Regions from separate parts of the Cricetulus griseus genome. Here region 2 is linked to region 1. Evidence: chromatin contacts called from public Hi-C data. All regions are on one chromosome and are shown on one strand. The core of a region is the stretch at or near the end of the contact, and the rest is flanking DNA. Distances in the headings are between cores, read along the strand shown.

Region 1 (6,428 bases), core at 1,720-4,219:
AATTTTCTTGGAAAACAAACTGAGAAATTACAAGGGAATCCCTTGCTAAATAAAACAAACCCAGGACAAGTTGCTGGGGGCTGCCATAGGGGAGGCTTGTCCTTAGTACTCTCAGAACCTTCTGGGTGCCGGCCAAGAGAATGGGTGAGCGACTCATGTTCACCCCCTTCTGCTCTTTGCAGCTCTGGGGAGCTCTGGCAGAGCCGAGGGGGGAACAAGCCGCGGCTCTCCACAGCTGGTCAGCAGTGCTGGCCATCAGAACAGTGAGCGCTGGGGAGAAGAACTGGATGGAGAAGCTTGCAGAGAGCCTACCCAACAGGGAACAGATGACTGCCGCCATCCACGGAGGGAGGGAAGGCCTTACTTTGGCTAATTTGCTTCCTGAAATTAGCTCCTGAGCCTCTCCAAGTGACAAAACCCAAGGTGTAGTGAAAGCTGACTCCAGGCTCTGGGGAAAGGTGTAAGAACATGGAATGCTCAGACTCATGACAGAATCACCAGATCATACAGCCTACAAAAGACATGCTGCCGGCATGGTAAATCTGGGATTTACCTCCCAGATGAAGCTACTTTGTTTAGCTTGCCTTTAGGCAGAACCCTTGAGTTCCAGGCCAGCCTGATATACACAGTGCGTTCGAGGACAGCCAGTGTTCAGTAGAAAGAACCTGTCTCTAAAGGCAGGGGGGCTGAGGGCACAGCTTAAGTGGAGAGCCTTTACAGGGCTCCGGTGAAGATCTAGGTTCAATTCCTAGTACCATGATACAACAGTGGGCTGTTTGTTTCGATGGAATCGTTCTTAACCACACAACGACTAAAATCCTGTCATTTGCACAATGTGGTTAGATCTTCGGGGTGAATGAAACAAGGGCACAGAAAGACAAACACCCCTTTATGACTCATTTATGAAAACCAGGAAGTCAGTCTTGTACAAGGGTAGCAGATGGTACAGTGATCACTAGAGTTGCAGAAAGAAAAGGCACAAGAATTAAGAAGGCCCTACCTCCAGGGCCTGGGAAGGGTGCTGGAGGGAGAGGCAGACAGTGGAAAGAACCCAGGGTATAAGCAAGGTAGATGGATGTGACCTTTGCATGGAGCCAGCACAGGGAAACTCACCAAGCTGCACAACTAGCATGTGCTAAAAATGATTTCAAAAGTAACTCACATATAAAAAACCAATTAAAATGGTTAATCTGTTGGAAAATAGGGTTGAGGTGGTAGTCACTAGGGGCCAGAGTAGGAGTACAGCATTCAGTACTAAACTATGTAAACATAGGCCTGAAGCGATGGCTCAGTGGTTAAAAGCACCACATGGCAGCTCACAACTGTCTGTAACTCCAGTGCCAGGGAATCCAACACTCTCTTCTGGACTTTGTGGATATCAAGTATTACACAGACTTACATGCAGGCAAAACACCCACAACATATAAAACTAAAACATAAAACTAAAATTGTGCAAATATACTTCACCAACTGAAGCATTTCTCACAGGGAATATGTGAAAAAAGCCACCAGAGAAATACAAATGAAAACCAAGAGGACAGCACCTGGCTCACTTAGAGAGACCATTACCAAAGACAAAAAGTGACCAGTATTCAAGAGGATGTGGGAGGGGTAAGAATTGGCTCAGTCATTGCAGAAAACAGTATAGAGTTTCCAGAAAAGAAACAAACAGGCCCCAAAGCAGTAATACTATATATGAACCAGCAATCTCTTCTCTGTGTGTGAATGGCCAAAGGAATAAAACTGAGTGTCAACTGCTCTCCCAGGTCCAATACAACCCTATCTGCAACAGTCAACATGTGAGGCTCCATCTTTCAATGGATGAACACACACACACACACACACACACACACACACACACACACACACACACACACACACACACACACACAGGGGTGAAGGGGAGAAACACGTATCTGATCTGCACTAACAGTGCTACTGGGTTTAATCCTTTCAGTTTCATCCTGAAAATGCTTAATTACCCTGCTGAGCTCACTCAAAGACACCAAAATTCACACGCCTCCAAAACACAGCCATCAGCATAAAATGCGCATGCCCTTGGGCCAGGGGGATGCTAAGGACAGACCATGTTCCCTTCTCTAGGCAGAGACCGTATCCTTTGGGGGCAAAAACACCATCAGGGATATTCCTGGCAGCCACAAGGGTGGAGTCTGGAAGCCTGTTGTAAGGGATCTCTGACTGCAGACTAAGGAAGGAACTACTCATTACACCCAAGACTTGGCACAGCTCAGTCTCCAAACGTTAGCTTCCAGGCAGTCATCGCACAGCTCCTGGAAATGCTTAGGATCTCTCTGAGCTTTTACTGGGAAGAAACTCGGATAAATAGATTTCAAGCCACTGAAAGGGTTTTGGGTGTGGTTGACATGGCTGACTTTGAAAACTTAGCAACACAGGATACACTATGAGTAAGTTCTTAAAAAAAAAAAAAACAAAAAACAAAAAACAACAAAAAAAAAACCAAACCCCCACTAGAGCTAACTCACCAGACCCTTCTGAAAGGGCTCTTTTACTAATTTCAGTGAAGTCCAGCAGAACATAAGCCGTAATGTGAAACACAATTTATGCAATTATGTTGAAATTCTCTACCAGAGTTGCATCTTCTAATGTAAGATTTTATGGTAAAATAATTTCAAAATACTTTTAAAAGTTATGTTAGGCTCATTTTGGTTTTAAAACTGTCACAGGAAACTCTTTTCTATATAAGTCATTGAAATCCTAAGACAAAATGATAGTGTCTTTAAATTAGGAAAAAAAAAAAAAAACAACCCTAAGAACTGAAGCTAACCCTCAATTGAAATTATACTGTTAGGCAACTCCAAAAGCTAAACAAAAACACGTTAGGACAGAAATTGCAACATCAAGGGAAAACTATCCTCATGTAGAGTTCTAGACTCAGCACCGCCTGAGTCCAGAGATGAACTGATCCTGCCTAGGTTTTCCCACAGTCAGCCAACAGGCTAATCACGACATCACAGCCACTGGGGTTTACTCGGGTAAGGCCTATGAGGCCTTTGAAAAGCCAACAGGGATCCCATGGGTGGGTCTGGTCTGCCTTTCAAAACCCACGAACTTCCCATTATATAATTGCCAAGAAGGGAAGCATTTCCCAAGTTAAACAGCCAGCTGGGCGGCACAGTGGCCGAAGGGCTGCACGCCTGCCTGCCTCCCTCCTTGCTGTTAGGAAAGGGAAGGAAAGAGCTTTGTCAATGGCACAGCCGTCCTGTCTGTTAATGTCAGATGAATGAAGCCCGCTTAATGGTCTCACGGGGTTCTTTCTAACGAAACTCCCAGAAGCCCCAGTATCTAAACTAAAATTTCCATATAATCCCTTATAAGATCCCATCTTACAGTGACCACAGAATTCTGAGAACCTTGCTTTTCCACAAAGCCCAAGAAAAATACTTCAGTTTCACCATTCTCGAATTCATTTGACTTAGAAACAAAATAAACATATTACTCTATTTAATATCATTGCACAAGCAAATTCACAAGAATGAAATGTGGTCTGAGTTCCTAGAAAAAATGTAGCAATCCAGGCTGCCAACTTGCTCGGTGTCGAGCTCTAGGCAGAGCAGGAGCACCAGCAGTGACTCAGACTGAATCACGCGTAAGCTATTTTTGCTTTTCAAGTCCTGCCAGGAGCTGTGCTAATATTCAACTCAGAGTAAATTTAGCTCAACAAGAAAACAAGTGTTTCCATGGCTGCCTCTTCACAGTGTTTATGGTATGGTCTATGCGCAGCCATTAGGCCCAGGAGCCCAGCCAGATCCACAAAGTGGAAATGCTCATCTTTCCTTGGCAACACCAAATACAGCTTGGGCTATCCTTCTGTCTGCTGTCTACCTGCCTCCTGAGCTCCCAAATGGCTAACATGCAGTGAGCTGACAGAGCTAACAGGCTGCTGCTGCTGGGGGGTTTCATCTGGCTTTGCACTGAGTCAAAACCACACTTCTCTAGAGGTGGTGTACACCACACTAAAATGCTTAAAGGACTTAGCAAACACAGTAGAAAGTTTGGTGGACAGACACCACATGGAATCTTCACACAGGATCACATCTAGTGACAGTCTGTTTATGCGGCTGACACTCAGAGGTGCTGAAAAATAAATTAGTAACAGGCAAAGAGTAGGTAAGATTTGATTGTCTTTATGCTGGAGGAAAAAAAAAACCCAACACGATGAAAAATTATCATAGTAACCTCCTTAATGTTTTCTGTAACAGAAAAAGTTTTCTTACTACTCTACAGGGGGCAGCAAGCTGGGTAGCAACACAGGAGAGCCACCAGCAAGCCACCCTACCCAGTGTTGAGCACACAATTCAATAGCACTATAGTTCCAAGCTGAGGGTTCCTCAAAGGGCAAACACAAAAGCCTGGTCCCAGCTTGTAGTGTCTCGGTGAGATGCATGTAACCTCTAAAATGTAGAGTCTAGAGGAGAGTCCCCTTGAAGGGCACCTGGCCCATTCCCATCCCTCTCTCTGCCTTCTCGTTTCCATGAGGTAGACAGGCCTTCCCCTCTGGGTGTTCCAGTCACAGTAGACTGTGCTGCCACAGACCCAAAGCAATAGTGTCAAGTGGCTATAACTGAGGCCCCTGAACCCATGGACCAAAATAAACTTTCCGTCTGAAAGGTCTGCTATGTCAGGTATTGTGTTACACAGTTAGTGTAACACAGAAAGCTGACACAATTAGTATTAACCACATTCACAATTTCATAAAACAGGTCTCCAGAAGCTGTCACCTTGTGATTCTTACACACACACACACACACACACACACACACACACACACACACACACACACAGAGGCTTCTGTGCTTGGGCAGCAGAGTGGATTGAGAAGATGGAGGAGCAGATGCCAGGGCACTTTCCTAACTAAATCTACATCACTGGAATTCCTAGCACCATCTCATACATGGTGCTAGGATTTCACTTGGCAAAAATAATCAGCTTTCCCAGCAGAGGTGTCTACGCTATGTAGGCTGCACGTACCTTGGAATATACACCAAATCATAGAGCCTCTTTTTATAAAAACAAACTTTTATCTAGGCAAGAGAGAAAAGGTTAGGTTTCTCTACCAATGTCAGTACTGACATTGTGTGCAGCAGGCACACAGACTGTGGCAGAGAACAGAAAAAGCATGGATTCCGACCCCTGCTCAAGGCCACAAATCCTGTGAAGCAAGAGCCGTGTTTCCTTTCTTTTCCTTCCTAGCAAAATGTTTTTGTACACGTAGACGGCCACTACTGCAAAGGAACGAAGTGGAGAAGGTTGGGTCAGAACACCACCAGAGAAGATAGAGAAACTAACCAAGTAGGGCAAGTCTGGAGAACAGCCAATGGGTCTGGCATGGCCGTGATGACACACCACCAGTCACACAAACAGCCTCATCGGAGAGTCATGCTCCAGGGAAAAAATTCATCCTTACACAAGCAGGGTGCTCAGAAAGCTATTCAGGCCGTTCAATATTTGGAAAAAGCTTTGCAAGAGTGGTCAAAAGGATCTTTTGAAACTCCTGGCTCTAAAGAACACTGCCAAGGGTACCTTGGTGATAGGTCAAACCCCTAAAGCTCTCTTGAATGGACTCTTTAAGTCCCAGGGTCCGGATCTGGGCCAGGCCTTGGCATACAGCACAGGTGATTCAAAGAGCCGTATGGACCAGAAAGCAAGTGCCGAACTGCAAGCCTGGAGAACATCTGACTTGAAGCCCATGGATCTCAAGGCCCTGGGGAACAGAAGTGATTTATAAAATAATGACCTTCTGACTCACTGGGTCACTGACTCACTAACTCAACTCTACCATGAAGTTTGGGGTTAGAGGAATTTAAAACAGCTAAATCTCTACAATAAGAATATACTCAAAGCTAAGCAGAGGCATATGTGAGAGAGAAAACTGGACCGCTGAAGAGTTGAGTTTAAGAGAGTGGAAATATTCTTTAAGATACGACACATCATTTTACTCAGCAATGCTAGGTCTGGACACATGCACAGGAGAATTGAAGGGAGGAATTCACACGGACAGATGCCGCCCAGTATTCACAGCAATACGGGAACTGACACACAGAGACTCAAACGCCCACCAATAGGTCAATGTTTGAACGGGGAAATCCCCTGGGCTTGGTAAGGCATCAAACTGAGATACAGGTGATGGATGGAGCAGCCCTGAAGCCATTGCAGTGCATGAGCCTGTATGCAGCCTGGAACAGTCAAATGCACCCAGACAGGAATTAGCACAGTGGGGACCAACGAGGGGGCGAGGAGGAATTACTATTTAATGAGCACAACATTTCTGTATAAGATTCTGAAAAGGTCCCAGCAGTGGGTGATGGTGACAACTGCACGGTGCAAATGCATTTAATGCCAGCACACTGCATAAACAGTGTCATGGTAAATTTTATGTTAGCTCACAT
Region 2 (5,800 bases), core at 123-2,622, 82 kb after region 1:
AGAAATCCAAGAAGAAAACAGAACCAATAGAAAAGTATTGTCAGGGGTCTAGAAAACCCAAGCAGTACTTAGGTACTATATATAACCTGTTTAAAAAAAATAAAAAGAATCCCAGCACTCGGGAGGCAGAGGCAGGCGGATCTCTGTGAGTTCGAGGCCAGCCCGGTCTCCACAGCGAGTGCCAGGATAGGCTCCAAAGCTACACAGAGAAACCCTGTCTGGAAAAAACAAAACAACAACAACAACAACAACAAAAAAGTGACTCATTTACTCATTTACTATTTCCAAATAAGCCATGCTGATGTGCACAGGCAAGCTCAGCAAACAGGACAGAGCCAGCCATCAGCTCCACACGTACCGCCATGTGGGAAGCGGATGCCAGCCCTTAGGTTGAAGAAAGAGCATCACAGGGGTGGGGGGACAGCTGGGCATGGATGGGGTGAGGAGGGCAGGGGAGGCAGAGAGCAGCAGAAACTTCTTCCCTTGGGAAGCCAATAGGAAGTAAGTGTTTCACACCTTTAACCCTCTACCACTGTTCCAAATGCAACTGGAAAAAGGACAAAATTATGAATCTTTATGTGAACAGACAGTTTAAAGTGATTCTAAAAGCTAACAAGTCAAAATCCAGTAGTCAAGAAGCATAAATCTCACTTGTCTTACGATTCCTGAGAAGTAACTTGTTTTTATGTACTTTGGTTGTCATCCTAGCCTTTAACTGAGGAGCCATCTCTCTAGGCCTGTTTTCATATATTTTAAAGGAATTGTTTATTTTTAAAGATTTCTTTATCTTATTTTATCGTGTGACATAAAATGTTTGTTGCATCTATGTATATGCAAAACCCGTGTGCCTGGTGTTCTTGGGGGCCAGAGGTGGCATGGGGCCCCTAGAACTGGCAAGTGGTTGTGGTTGTAGGGCAGCTAGTGCTCTTAACTGCTTAGCCATCTCTCCCGCTCCTATCGTTCCGATTAGTAACAAGTCCTGCAGCAATCCCCCGAAAATAAAATGGAACAACATGAATAACCGAAAAGGAGCCCCTGGAATGAGAAGCAGTGTTTACTCTAGGTGAGGGGATCTTGAAAGACTGCAGCGGTAATATTCCTACAGTTTCCTAGGTTTGACAGAATCAAAGCATCTTTACTCTTATGTGCATGGACCAGAACAGGCTCCAGAATACTAAACTCTAATAATATGATGAATCTTACACAGCCTGAACTCTGATCAAGAGTCTAGAACCATTCAGCCAATGGCTACCTCCTAAGAAGTGTTCTGATGCCATCTAGTGGCAGGCCTTTTATCGCATGGGACATAATGACTGGACTCATGTTCTCAAAGTGAGGAGGTCCCTGGCATTTGCCGTGCCTGGGAATATTGGAAATGCAAACCGCTGTGCTACTCATAATTATTAAAACTATGCTGGCAGGGACCAGTGAGCTGTCCTACGGAGATATCTAGTGGCTCTGACTCACCCTCAAATTCGGGAGTGCTTAAGTCCTTCAGTGAAAGACTCGAAACTGTTTTTAATAAATTAACAAATTCTAGACAGAAACTCGTGTTTCATTCTGGATCCAAATACACCTTATTAAGCGACAGCCTTAAAAGCTATCTACAAACCCAGTGTGGTGACACACACCTTTAATCATAGCAGAGGCAGGCAGATCTCTGAGCACAAGGACAGCCTGGTTTTACATACTGAGTTCTAGGACAGCCAGTGCTACAGAGAGAAACCTGTCTCAAACACACACACACACACATACAGAGAGAGAGAGAGAGAGAGAGAGAGAGAGAGAGAGAGAGAGAGACAGAGAGAGAGACAGAGACAGAGAGAAAGACAGAGAGAGACAGAGAGACAGAGAGAGACAGAGAGAGACAGACACAGAGACAGAGACAGAGACAGAGACAGAGACAGAGACAGAGACACAGAGATAAAACGAGACAGAGGCCATCCACTACCTCAGAGTTATATAGTTCAACACCCGATATGCATTACCTGGGTTCCAAACTCCCAAGACATCCAATGAGAATCAGAGGGCTGTGTCCCCAGACAACCCGGATCAAGTGGATCCCACCATTAAAACAAACGACCTACAAAACACCACTTAAATTCAGGAAACTATATGAACAAAGACAACATTAACCACTATCAGTATGAAAGGACATGGCATATTACCGTGGCTAACGACAGAGGGAAAGAGAGACCGAGGACAAGCGGGCTACTTTAAGTTATGTGGTGTCTCCCCCAAGAGCAGGCACCACGGGAAGCCCGCTGTAACACAAGCAGGCCGCGGGAAGTCTGGGAGTCTGGATAACTGTCTTTTCTAGCAGCTCTCGGAGGAGAAAACGGCTTCCTTAAATTTCAACCTGGAAAACATCACAGTTGAGTAAAACAAGGCCCAGGGTGTGCCTCGGTGCTTCCAATTCAGCTTGGTACTATGTACTTCCTGAGGGGTGGAGGTGTACTGCTGATTTTTAACAGTATCTATTTAGTCATAAAGAGTCCTACACTTAAAACTGCAAACCCGAATCAGATACAGCCCTTGTGCAGCCACTGTCACAAGTCAGAATCAAATCAAGAGTGTCGCATGTGGACGGAGGGAGTTAGTGTGAAGTGCTAGCCTTATGCCCCGTGCCTCAACCCAAGGGAGCCTCTCGGGACTGGCTTTACTGCTGTTTCTACCTTGTCCTGTCAGTGTACAGACTCAGAGAACAACTAGCTAAATCCACACAGCAAGAACTGCACCGGCTGGCAGTCCTTTCTTTTCTTTCTTTCTTTTGTTTTGAGACAAGTTTCTCTGTGTAGCCTGGCTGTCCTTGAACTCACTCTGTAGACCAGGCTGGCTTTGAACTTGCAGAGATCCACCTGCCTCTGCCTCCCAAGTGTGGGGATTAAAGGTGTGCACCACTGTCCCCATACTGATAGCAATCTTTAACAGCGTCCCCATTGTCCCTGTCCGCACACCTAAGGCTCTGCGCAGTGCAGTATCTGGCCGTCACCATACCTCATCTTTGCTCATTCAAACACTCTGGCCATTCATTAGCCATTATGCCTGTCAAAACAACGGACATTTTCTTACTTTTAATCTAAAATAATACAGACTCCATACACTGCATTAAAAACTATAGAAAATATACCAAACTCCGCTGGGCATATCACTAACAGCAGTTGCTAGAGTCTGAATAGCCAGTGTCCCCCAAAGGCCTGTTGTGTTATAGAGCTGGCGCACTGGGGAGGTGGTACTGGGGTACGGAGCCTTTGAGAGGAAGGAGTCTGAGGGAAGTGCTCACTTAGGTCACTAGTGCCTGGTCTTGAAGGACACTGAGACCCTGGCTCCCTCTTCCTCCTCTCTCTTGCTTGCTGGCAAGGGTCTTGAGTCCCTTCCGCTAATATGCTGCCTTACCAGAGGTCCCCAGAGATTGTTGACTGGAACCTCCAAACAAGGAAGCCAAGACTTCTTTTCTACGTTAGTTATCTCAGGTGTTCTGAAATGGAGACACAAAGCTGACTGGCGCAGATGTTGGGGGTTACCACCATACACCAACAGCTACTAAGAGGAAGAAAAAAAAAGAGGGTCTAAGCTAGGGACCAGCAATCGGGTCCAAATCTGAATTCCCTATCTGTGTCCTGTCCTAAGTCATTTCCTACTGACAGATTGAGGCCGGGTCATTTGTCTCACTGTGTGATGGTCAGAGCCCGCACCTTCATTTGGCAGGATGGGCCTGATGTATCTATGGCAACTCCTTCGCTTCTCTCCCTCGGCACCTCCGAACATGGCAGCACCAGGAGGCGTATCCCAGGTGGAGAGTAACAAAGACACTGACGGCAATGACACCGTTAAACTCAGTCTCACACATTTCTAAAACACCCATCAAGGGACAGGGAAGTTTCACCAGCACAGGAAGCAGGCAACTCGGGCACTGCTCCAGACACCGGCGTGGGGCTTTTACCAGAGCTGGTTAAAAAGCTGCTGCAGATTCGCCCAGCAGTGCTGATGGCTTACAGGGGAGAGGCCGGTCAGCAATGCCTGCTGGTGTCCGTGGGTGGAGTCAGTACTCCATCCACGGCCTTTAGACCCCAACGCCCACATGCCTTACATGCCTGCCTGCCTGATTCACTCAGCAAGCTTTCACAGAGACCTAAAACATACAGGCTCCGAGACAGGAAGAAGCATGCCTACACATGACGCCAACACCCAAGGCCTCAACAACCCAGGCCAGCTACAGAACTGAGACACACAGAAATGCTCAGGCAGACCCTCCGAATACGAGGGAGCGGGCTAGCTGCTGGCAGGCAGAACGAGTCATGTTATCACTTACCTAGAGAAGCCGCGCACGGCCTGTGCTTTCCAATGTCCAAATCTGCAAAATCTCCAGTGGAAACACGTTCCCCAAGCTCATGAGCATGTGCACACATACACGTAGGTATTCATGTATTCACACCTCATCCTAGGCTAGTCTTTACTGTGGAGGGGCTATCCATGCCAGCTATGTCATTCTCCTGATTCAAATTTTACAGTCACTTTAAAAAGATTTGGTCACATAGATATTTATAATCTTGTCCTTTCCTAGGCAGCTGCATTTGGGAAAGTTTCAGAACTAGAACGTTAAGAGGTATGTAATGTATTTTCCTATTGGCTGCCTTAGTTGGAAATGACAACTAGAAGCCAGCAGAGGGCAGTAGCGCACATAATCCAAATTATAGCCACCTACATTTTTAAAGTGTGGCAACTCCTGTAGGATAAAATAGCCCTCTGCTCTGTGTGTGTGCGTGTGTGTGTGTGTGTGTGTGTGTGTGTGTGTATGTGTGTGTGTGTAAATACAGCGTATACATGGATAGGAATCTGACAATCAGTTACAAAAAACTGTATAGTGCCTGTCCCTTTAGGTTTTAAACAAATCACTCCATACACTGTGGGTTAACTTCCTGTCAGGGTGTCTTAAGTCAGTGTTGTGTTGCTGTGAAGAGACACCACGACCATGGCAACTCTATAAAAGAAAGCATTTAACTGGGGCTGGCTGACCGTCTCAGAGATCAATCCATTACCGTCATGGTCATGGTGAGGAGCGTGGCCTCACACGGGGAGCAGACGCGGCAGCTGAGAGCTCTACGTGCAGACCTGCAAGTACGTTCACTAAGCCGGTGGCCCTGGGAAGGGTATTTAACTTTTCTAAGCCTGAGCTCGGTCATGCAGAAAGCCAGGACGACTTCGTTTCTACTTCACAGGATTGCTGAAAGGATCAAGTGAGCATCCAAGGAAAAACACACAGCCCACACAATGAAAGTCTGAAACAAGCTCACTTACTACACTTATTACTTTTATCATTATGGTCAGTATCGCCAATCCCGTAGTTGGACACAGACCAAACACACACTGTCTGACTAGAATAACTATAGTCTTCCTGCCATAGAGCTCCAGAGTCCTAGGGAAACAGACAGGAAAACTGAAGTGTCCATCAACCTGTCATGTCATTCCATAATGTAGACTCCAGTTCTAACCAAGTTCTCGTAGACGAGACTTTATTCTTTCCAATGTCTGAATAGAACTGCATGACATACATTATATATTATGTAACTGCACAATATATATTATATATAATAGATGTATTGCAATATATAATGATATGTGTATGTCTATATAAAATGCAGTATATAACAGGTGATACTAGGTTGTGTCAACCTGACAAGTTAAAAGTAACCATCACAACGTCTAAGAAAATACGCTTAACCAGTGTAGGTATGTATCAAAACATCACAGAGTGCCTGCAAAATATTCATTTTTATTTGCTAGTTTTTAAAGGGTACTA

What was found. A called contact is a pair of places that touch in the nucleus more often than the background predicts.
Region 2: a Hi-C map of the CHO-K1 cell line shows a contact between it and region 1, with 2.1 times the contacts expected there. The contact joins two enhancer-like sites. A contact is called at or near these places in 2 of 8 Hi-C or Micro-C datasets (the CHL-YN cell line and the CHO-K1 cell line).

The regions. Positions count from the first base shown.
Region 1 is chr10:28,163,227-28,169,654 of CriGri-PICRH-1.0, forward strand. The region is part of intron 4 of LOC103159000 (E3 SUMO-protein ligase NSE2); the gene reads right to left. Among named protein-coding and RNA genes, the nearest start is that of Washc5, 98 kb to the right of the region's middle. Within about 2 kb of position 2,970, at least 6 of the 6 cell types and tissues checked have open chromatin away from gene starts, as enhancers often do. A contact at or near this core is called in the CHO-K1 cell line, where this site is marked.
Region 2 is chr10:28,247,254-28,253,053 of CriGri-PICRH-1.0, forward strand. The region is part of intron 2 of LOC103159000 (E3 SUMO-protein ligase NSE2); the gene reads right to left. Among named protein-coding and RNA genes, the nearest start is that of Washc5, 14 kb to the right of the region's middle. Within about 2 kb of position 1,373, at least 1 of the 6 cell types and tissues checked has open chromatin away from gene starts, as enhancers often do. A contact at or near this core is called in the CHO-K1 cell line, where this site is marked.